Linked DNA regions of Lactuca sativa: region 1 is linked to region 2. The links are chromatin contacts, called in public Hi-C maps. All regions are on one chromosome and are shown on one strand. Each heading gives the region's core, a stretch centred on a gene start, on an enhancer-like site or on the middle of the called end of the contact. The rest is flanking DNA. Distances are from core to core; before and after follow the strand shown.

Region 1 (4,389 bases), core at 1,461-3,960, 220 kb after region 2:
CAGGGACGGCCCATGGCAGGTTCATCAAGTGCCTGTGAACAGGGACTAGAAAATTATAGCCCTTAATTTTTTTTAGCATTTATAGTAGAGTATGTCCGATCAATGGCCCAAGAAAATTAGGTTAGTTTTTTTATTGCTCCATCAACCGACGCAGCAAAGAGGGAGCGGGAAAAAATTTTGGAAAACAAAAAAAACTCTTCAGTTTCTGGTTTCTTCTTCACTGATAACGCACACATGGGTGACAGGAAGCATAAGTGGATTACATTCCAATATCAAAGTCACAAGCAATCAACAATCTTACTTCTTTTTTTTTCTTTTCAAAACTATGAAGCTTACCAACGATTTCAGTTCTAACAAAGCTTACCAATGATTTTAGAAGCCTCAAATTTGTTACCTGCTTTAAGTTTCAAAATCAGAAGGTAACATTCAACTTTAGTTTTGTCTTTTCTTTTCCTGATCAATTTTTCTTTTTTTAGAAGCTGTAAATTTCTGATCAGTTTTCTTTTTTCTTTTTCTACTACTTCCAAATTAGTAATCAATAAATCAAAGGAACAATGATACGAGTTTTCATAAATCGTAACTCAAAAGGAACAAGGAATTAAGGTAAATTTTGATTTGTAGCGTCAAAAATCATAAGGTCATTTTCGGATTTCTGATATAATATCATTGTTCTGCTTTTTTCCTATTAATGAAACATATCATGCTGATTTGGATTATTTTTTTACAATTTTGATATACTCTTGGTGATTTGAAGTGTGGAAAATCTAGAACCAAGAAGTCAATAATATAGAAGTCATTTTCTTTTTTGTGTATTATTTTGATTGAAATTTTAATTTTATGTATTTGCAATAGGAAATTAAAATTTATAATATTTTTGCTTAAATCTCTGAGATTTTTCAAATTTTAGGGCTCATTTTTATTAAATTGCACAGGGTCTCCAAAATCTCGGAACCGGCCCTGCCTAGATCATATAGGGCTTCATCAGTTCATAGTATGTATTGCAGAAGGCCTTACCAAAGGTCCTTTAGAAAATCTTGTTCTATCTAGTTCAATTATGTTTCACCCACCAAAGGTTATCTTAACTTTTGTAGGGTAATAATTAGGGATAATGACTTAAAAGGGTAATATATTTTTTGATTTGTACACATTTAGTCACTAAGTTTTTTTTTTCGTCCACATTTACCCCTTCAACTTGTTAAACTATATACATTTAGTCCTTATGACTGGCTACTCCAGGTTAGCCGGTAAAAATGACTTAATAGGGTAATATATTTATCATTTTGTACACATTTAGTCCTCACGACATCTTATGTGGGATAGCCATATGGTGGTGGGATAGTTTCAGGTGGTCCTGCTATATGTTGTAGGCCAAGATACCTGGTGCGGGTCGGCTATAAGCTGTAGGCACGAAGACTCGAGAAGAGCGGTTGGATTAAGGCGTCATACCAACAAACCCTGAGTATTCCAGTCCGATTAATGATTGGACCTATTATTGAATGTTGGCATTCCAGTCCGGTGACTGATTGGGCCAAAGTATACCAATCTAATGAGTGTGGGTCCGTTATGCATAATAATATGTTTGTTGTGTTGGGTATTTTGGGGGAAATTCACTAAACTTTGTGCTTACTCAGTTATTTATGTTTTCAGGTTCTATCGTTGGTCGTGAGAAGGCGAATGCATGGCTATACACACTCATCAACATTATTGAGGATTACACATTTTCTTATATTACTCTGATTTTCGATAAATATATTTTGGAATAAACGTTTTTTTCTTAATAATGGATTTATAATTAGGGAGTTTTGCCTTATTTAAAAATGAAATTTTCTGGTTGTGAAAATGAGACATTACACATAGACATCAACAGTCTCACACATTTCATCAATGATTGTCCCATGTAAAATGTCGTGAGAAAAATCTAAAGAAAACATTCATTAGTACTGAATGTGTACAAAAACAAAAATGACTTATTTTGAAACAAAAAAATATTAAGCATTAAATGTGTACAAAAATATTAAGGATTAAATGTGTACAAAATGAAAAATATATTACCCTATTAAATCATTTTTTCCGGCTAACCTGAAGTAACCGGTCATAAGGACTGAATGTGTACAGTTCAACAAGTTTAAGGGATAAATGTAGACGGAAAAAAACTCAGTAACTAAATGTGTACAAATAAAAAAATATATTACCCTTTTACTTTAAAATATTGTATTATTACACTTGTTTTGACGAATATAATTATAGTGCTGTTTTGATATATGTTGTCCACAAGTGGTCCATATGCTGTCCTAATTAATAAATGATTTATTTAAATTTCATTTATATTTGTTTATTTGTTGCAAAATATTTATTAAGTTGTTGAAAAAATTGCAATCCCAAAAAAAAATGCAAACAAGAATATTCATAGTTCTTTTGTGGTCCATTAATCTCCCTCTAATAACGTTTGACTGTTTCTTTTTATAAGCTTCTTTTCAGCTGGCAATGCTCCTATCAAATTTTTATTAAATATTTTATAGTCACAATAAGTATCCAATGATGACATGTTATATAAATATCTTTTATTTAAATTACCTAATTTTCCAAACTAAAATTCTTAATTACAGAAAAAACAAATTAATAAAAATAAATTATTTTCTATTTGCATTTAATAAAAGTACACAAAAGTAAAAGTATGGAGCCAAAACACCCAACCGTTAACCGATCTTCCATTAAATTCCCAAACCCTTCGTCAACAATTCCTATCCCTAAATATTTAATTCTGACTTTGAAATATTTACAACTCAACAAAAAAACATGGATGTCGAGAAAAAAGATGAACAGCCACTCACAACCATCGTCGCCGACGACAAACACCGCCGGAAACGCAAACGCCGGAGATGCATCTGTCTATCGGTAATCGCCGTTATTGTTCTCCTTGCTTTAATCATTCTGATCCTGGCTCTCACCGTCTTCAAAGCCAAGAAGCCCGTCACCTCCGTCAACTCCATCGCCATCAGCGATTTCGATGTCTCAGTTAACCTCCTTCCGCCTAGGGTTTCGTTAAACATCTCCCTCGACCTTGATATCTCGATTAAAAACCCTAACAAAGTCGGTGTTAAGTACCGAAACAGCTCAGCGATTCTCCTGTACAAAGACAAAGACATCGGTGAGGTTCCGATTCCCGCCGGCGAGATTGGTTCCGATGATACGAAGCGATTGAATCTCACGCTCACTGTTTTTGCCGATCGGTTGCTGACGAATTTTGATGTTTATAGTGATGTCATCAGTGGAAGCTTGCCGGTGTCTACCTACACTAAGATCTCCGGTAAAGCTCGTATACTTAATATGTTCAACATTCACATCTCTTCTGTGTCATCGTGTGATTTGAACATCGATATTTCAAATCGAAGAATTTCAAATCAAACGTGTCATTACAAGAACAGATTATAGGGTGTTAACAACTTATTATGATTTCTAGTTTTGTTTTGATTTTGTGTTTATAGAAATTTTGATGTTCTTCCACTTGTTCTTCTTTAGTGAAGATGTACTTTTGTTATTCTTATCTTCTTTCTAGTTTTCACACTGAATAAAGGTATTGCTTTTGCTCTTTCGGTTGTTTGTTATGGAATGAAATCATAAGTATTTAAATAAGTTATTATATTTTATTCTTGAATGATATTTGAATCATTTAATGTTTTAGATATTTTAATAAAATAATTAAACTTTTCATGATGCAAAACAAATTTGAGCAGATTAAGATATCTTACAAAATAAGTTTACTAGATATAAATTCATTAAAAATATATTATATACATTTAATAAGTGATCAAAGAAATTTTTATTCAATGACTTTAGAAACAATGTTTGCTAATAAAATAAAATATCGCGAATCTCAAAATAAAATACAGTTAGAATGGTTCAAATGATTTTTTTTAAAAGTAACAAACGATAATTTAAATTTTAAACAAAGATGTTTGAATGTCCTAAAGACCAATTTGGTAGTGGTACTAACCATAATAAATATTAAATAAAATGAAATATATTATTAATCTAGTTTATAACCCTTATAAAATTAATTAAAATTTTATAGTAAAATTTAAAATTATTAATCAATTATTTCAAATAAATTATTAATTCAGAGATATTTTTAGTTATATAAAATTATAATCGTTGATTTAAATAAATAAATGAAATTACATCACTTTATAATATATATTAATTTTATTTTAATTTTTATTATAATGTTATTTAATATAATTATGTGTGAAATTAAAATTTGAAATTTGAAATGAAAAATCATTTATTAATTTAATGTAATTAGAGTGTGAAATTTAAAATTTGAAATTTGAAATGGATAATCAATTATTTATTTAATGTAATTAGGGTAGAAAATTTTAAATGGAGAAT
Region 2 (4,119 bases), core at 374-2,873:
TAAAGTTGTAGATCATAAAAACATTTATGTATTTTGTACAAACAAAAAAATCCAAAATGATTTATAGTCCTATTTTTTTTAGGTGACAAACGGGGTTATAGGAAAAAAAAAGGGGGGGAAGTTAAATATTTATAGTAAATATGTACCATGTCATCATCGGCAGGGTGGTCTCCTTTTTCACGAGCCTCTCGAAGAATTTTATTTTCTTCTTCTAGCTGAGAACTTCTTTGTTTTGCAAAAGCTAAATCCGCTTTCACAGTTTTAATCTCTCGAAAAAGAAGTTTCGCTTTTGCAGCTGTTGCAATCGCCACCTGGCATATAAAACCAATTATTGTTTGATGCTTCATTTGTTACATGGGGCTCGAGTGGACTTTCTAGATCTATTTTATTTTCTATAATCATTGTTAGGAGGACAATCATGTCTTTTGAACATCTAGAGATCCAGACTCTTCTTTAAGTGGGATACAACATGCCAAAAAAAAAAAAAAAAAAAAAAAAAAAAAACCCATGTTGTAGTTGTACGTCTGGACTGAGACCGAAAATGATGTAAATGGAACAAAAATTATAATTTATTGTCACACCCAAAAGAAAAGACATGAATACCCTTCTCATTCTCATTATCCTAAATAACCTAGAAAATTTGTCCAGTCCAGTCCTATCCAAAAGAGTCCCATGTAACAAATACGGAAAATCTTGTAAGAATAACATGCATGTGATGATGCAATAATAATGTGAGAAGTCCAAGCTTATAAATTTGCTATGGTTTCAAATACTTGAACCATAGTAGATATGCAATTAATTACACATTTGCCACTTTACGTCGCGAGATGCCTTCAGTTGATCCTCATGATTGGTCGGTGTTTCAGGCTCTTGCTCCTGCGGCTGTGATTGTGACTGTTTTTCGGTGTCAAGTTCTTTACGATCAGTTGCTTCAGATTTGATCTTGTTCTGCAACTTACTAGCATCTTGAATATCATGACTTTTTTTGTCCACATTAATGGTGAGTGTACCCCCTTGCACTTTTTGATCACTTAACTCCTGGTTACAAATTTAACAACGAATCATCCCTTTTATTTTTTTTATTGGACTCCAACATTTTGTTAACTACATAATACATCACCTCTACATTATGCCTTCGCTAAATTTAGGAAAGATGAGTAATGTTGATTAATACATTATTGTTGTTGAAGAAATTATTAAAATAATATGGAAACAATTGAAAATGCATGAAAATGAAAACGAAATAAGAATTCTCAGAATAATTTTCATTGTAGGGATATATATGAAGAGTAAAGCACAAATAGAATGGAAAACCTTGGATCTGCGTTGAAGAGACGTGTTAAACGCCGAATTGGAGAGAGAAGAGTCACGGTGAGCATCAGATGTTCGTATCTGAGAGGCAAGAGGCGATGATGGAGCGGAGGTGGTGGTTTTATCGTCAGGAGGACGATAGAGTTCTTCCTTGAACGTCGAAGACCTAGAAATCCCATGCCTTCTACGGTACGCCATGCATATATATGGCTGATCAAGCAACCGATCGACAAGAAAACAAATTTGAAGCAGGCTGGTGATCAGAATCAACCGGAATGAACACCGCCGGGCGCCATTAACGCCACCGCAAGCCTACAATTACACAACCAGCGGATATGCTTCTTTTGAGGAATCAATGCCGTACGTCTTTTTAACAAACTCTCCGAATCTCAAGTTAACCGTTGTTTCGCTATATATATATATATATCTATGAGTAAAAATATTTTTTTTTGTGCCGCTAACTTTTGGTCCAAGTTTAAAAAATCAATGCACTTTTTGTCCAAAGTTTTAAAACATGGTTTTTATGGATTTAAAACCCACCACAGTTTTAAAATCCATTTCTCATACATACTTGTAGAATAACCATTATACGGTTTATACCCTCTATTTTATTTTATGTTATTTTATTTATTTATTTTGTGTGTCTTATTTTGTTACTGAATTAGGTGTGAGACCAGACCTATATATTACATGAGTTGATTAAAAAAAATATATCAAAATGTAAACATTAAGTATTTTTTAAAATTAAATTCTAAAATAAGGAAGGAAAAAACATATTTATTACAATTTAAGATCATATTTATTACATTTACTACTTACTTATATAGCTATATGTATTATGTGGTTTCTTAATTTTAACATTAAAAAAAACTAGACATTGACATGTGGATATTATTTATTTCAAAAATACTACCAAATAACAAGTGTCAAAACTTATGAAAGATTGAAATGTGCCAAAATAGATCTTCATTAATTAGGGTAGACTTGATGGGTCAATTATGTTATTTACATGAAAAGGAGAATGGCGCACTAAATTGTTGCAGACCCCATCCATCGGCCAATACACTAATAACCGATATCAGCTCTCATTTCCTCCCAAACGAGTAAAACACAAGGGGCAATCAATTGACTATTTCACTCTGACTCACTAGCAACTCCAAGAGTGTCCCCTCATCATCTTACGATGAAAAGCAAGTTTATTTTGTGGTAAAAAAGAATGACTAAACCCTCCTCCACCATCGATAAACTCTCCCTATTTTGCCATAGGTAGCACCAACGCCACCCACGAGCTCCGCCTCTTCCTCCATTATGGTTATCACATTCGCATAATTGGGCCATTTTGGGTTGAAGCAAACGCTTTAAATTGTTTGCAATAATATATGTTTGCACAAGAATCACTAATTTACTTTGATGGATTTTTGAACAATTGTGCGGGAAATGGAAAATCAAAGAAACTGGTGACAACTATGTGTTAAACGAATAAATGGTTGTTGAACTTGAAACACCATCTTTTCATTTTATATTTTAAAATCATTTAAAATGCTTTTGCAAAAATTTGGTCACAATGGGCGTGTTTGGCATGAAGCTTTTGGAAGCGTTTGGGAGCTTCTAGCTTTTAGCTTTTGAGAAAACGCTCTAGTTTAAACAAAAAGCTTCGTTTGGCAGTACGAGCGTTTACCTTTTAGTTTTAACAAAACGCTCCGATTCTAAAAGCTACTTCATGTAGCGTTTAACAAAACGCTCCTGAGCTTTTGAAATCAGTTTCCATAATTACCCTTAAAAATATATTTATATATTTATTTATTTTTAATCAATTGTCCGTTTATGTAATTTTATATATTTCAAAAGTTTCCAGCTACTTTTGCCAAACATTCATATAACAAATAAAAGTTATAACTTCCCGCTACCAGCTAACCGCTACCTGCTTTCAGCTAACAGCTATTTTTTCCAAACACGCCCAATATCTCACAAGTTCTCAAAATCAGTTTAGTTTTTAAGAAGTTTTATCAATTCAAATATCATTATATAAGATAAGATAAGATACCATTATATAATAACTGTAACATTCCAAAATTTTAGACAAGATTTTATTTTTAATTAATTCCAAAACATTCAAAGATCATATAAAAAAACAACTGAAAGTGAATCATAGTAAAATAATATCATAGTACAAATCCCAAAATCACATAAGGTGGAAAAACATGGACGGATGCGGTGCGATCAATCTGATCCCTTCCCTTTTGAGCTGGAAGTAACTGAAACATAAATTGAAAATCGTAAGTACAAAGCTTAGTGAGCTCCCCCAAAATACCCCATGCCATACATACATACAGTTAAAACATAATTGGGTCTATTTCACCCCCTTCGGTCTCTTTCAACCAGTACCGGTCTCTTTCAATCAGTATCGATCTCTTTCAACCGGTATTGGGTGTATTTCAACCTCTCAGGTCTCTTTCAACCGGTACTAGATGTATTTAACCCCCTTCAGTGTCTTTCAATCGGTATTGGGTGTATTTCAACCCCTTCAGTATCTTTCAACCGGTATCGGGTCTATTTCTACATCAAGCATATAATCATAACAGTAAGAGTCACAGAGACAAAAACAGATATTCAAGCAATACAAGAAATTGTCACGAAGACAACTATTATCCTACCAATATAATCTAGTGGGTCGGAATTGGTGCCTTCGACCCACGAGTATAGTGAAAGAAACTCACATCTTAGTCTGAAATGATCGTTGAACAGATCACAGCTCCGAATATCAACTCTACCGGTCGCTTATCCAACAAATAGTGACCAATTCTCAAA

Evidence for each region. A called contact is a pair of places that touch in the nucleus more often than the background predicts.
Region 1: a Hi-C map of leaf shows a contact between it and region 2, with 4 times the contacts expected there. The contact joins the promoter of LOC111885768 here to the promoter of LOC122194411 in region 2. A contact is called at or near these places in 2 of 4 Hi-C or Micro-C datasets (both in leaf).

What each region holds. Positions count from the first base shown.
Region 1 is chr8:178,691,688-178,696,076 of Lsat_Salinas_v11, forward strand. It overlaps LOC111885768, which reads left to right and starts at 2,711. Exons shown (of 1, transcript XM_023882009.3): 1 at 2,711-3,589. The coding sequence starts at 2,797. The coding sequence ends at 3,432.
Region 2 is chr8:178,474,926-178,479,044 of Lsat_Salinas_v11, forward strand. LOC122194411 reads right to left here and starts at 1,624. Exons shown (of 4, transcript XM_023882021.3): 1 at 1,315-1,624; 2 at 820-1,038; 3 at 147-311. The coding sequence starts at 1,509.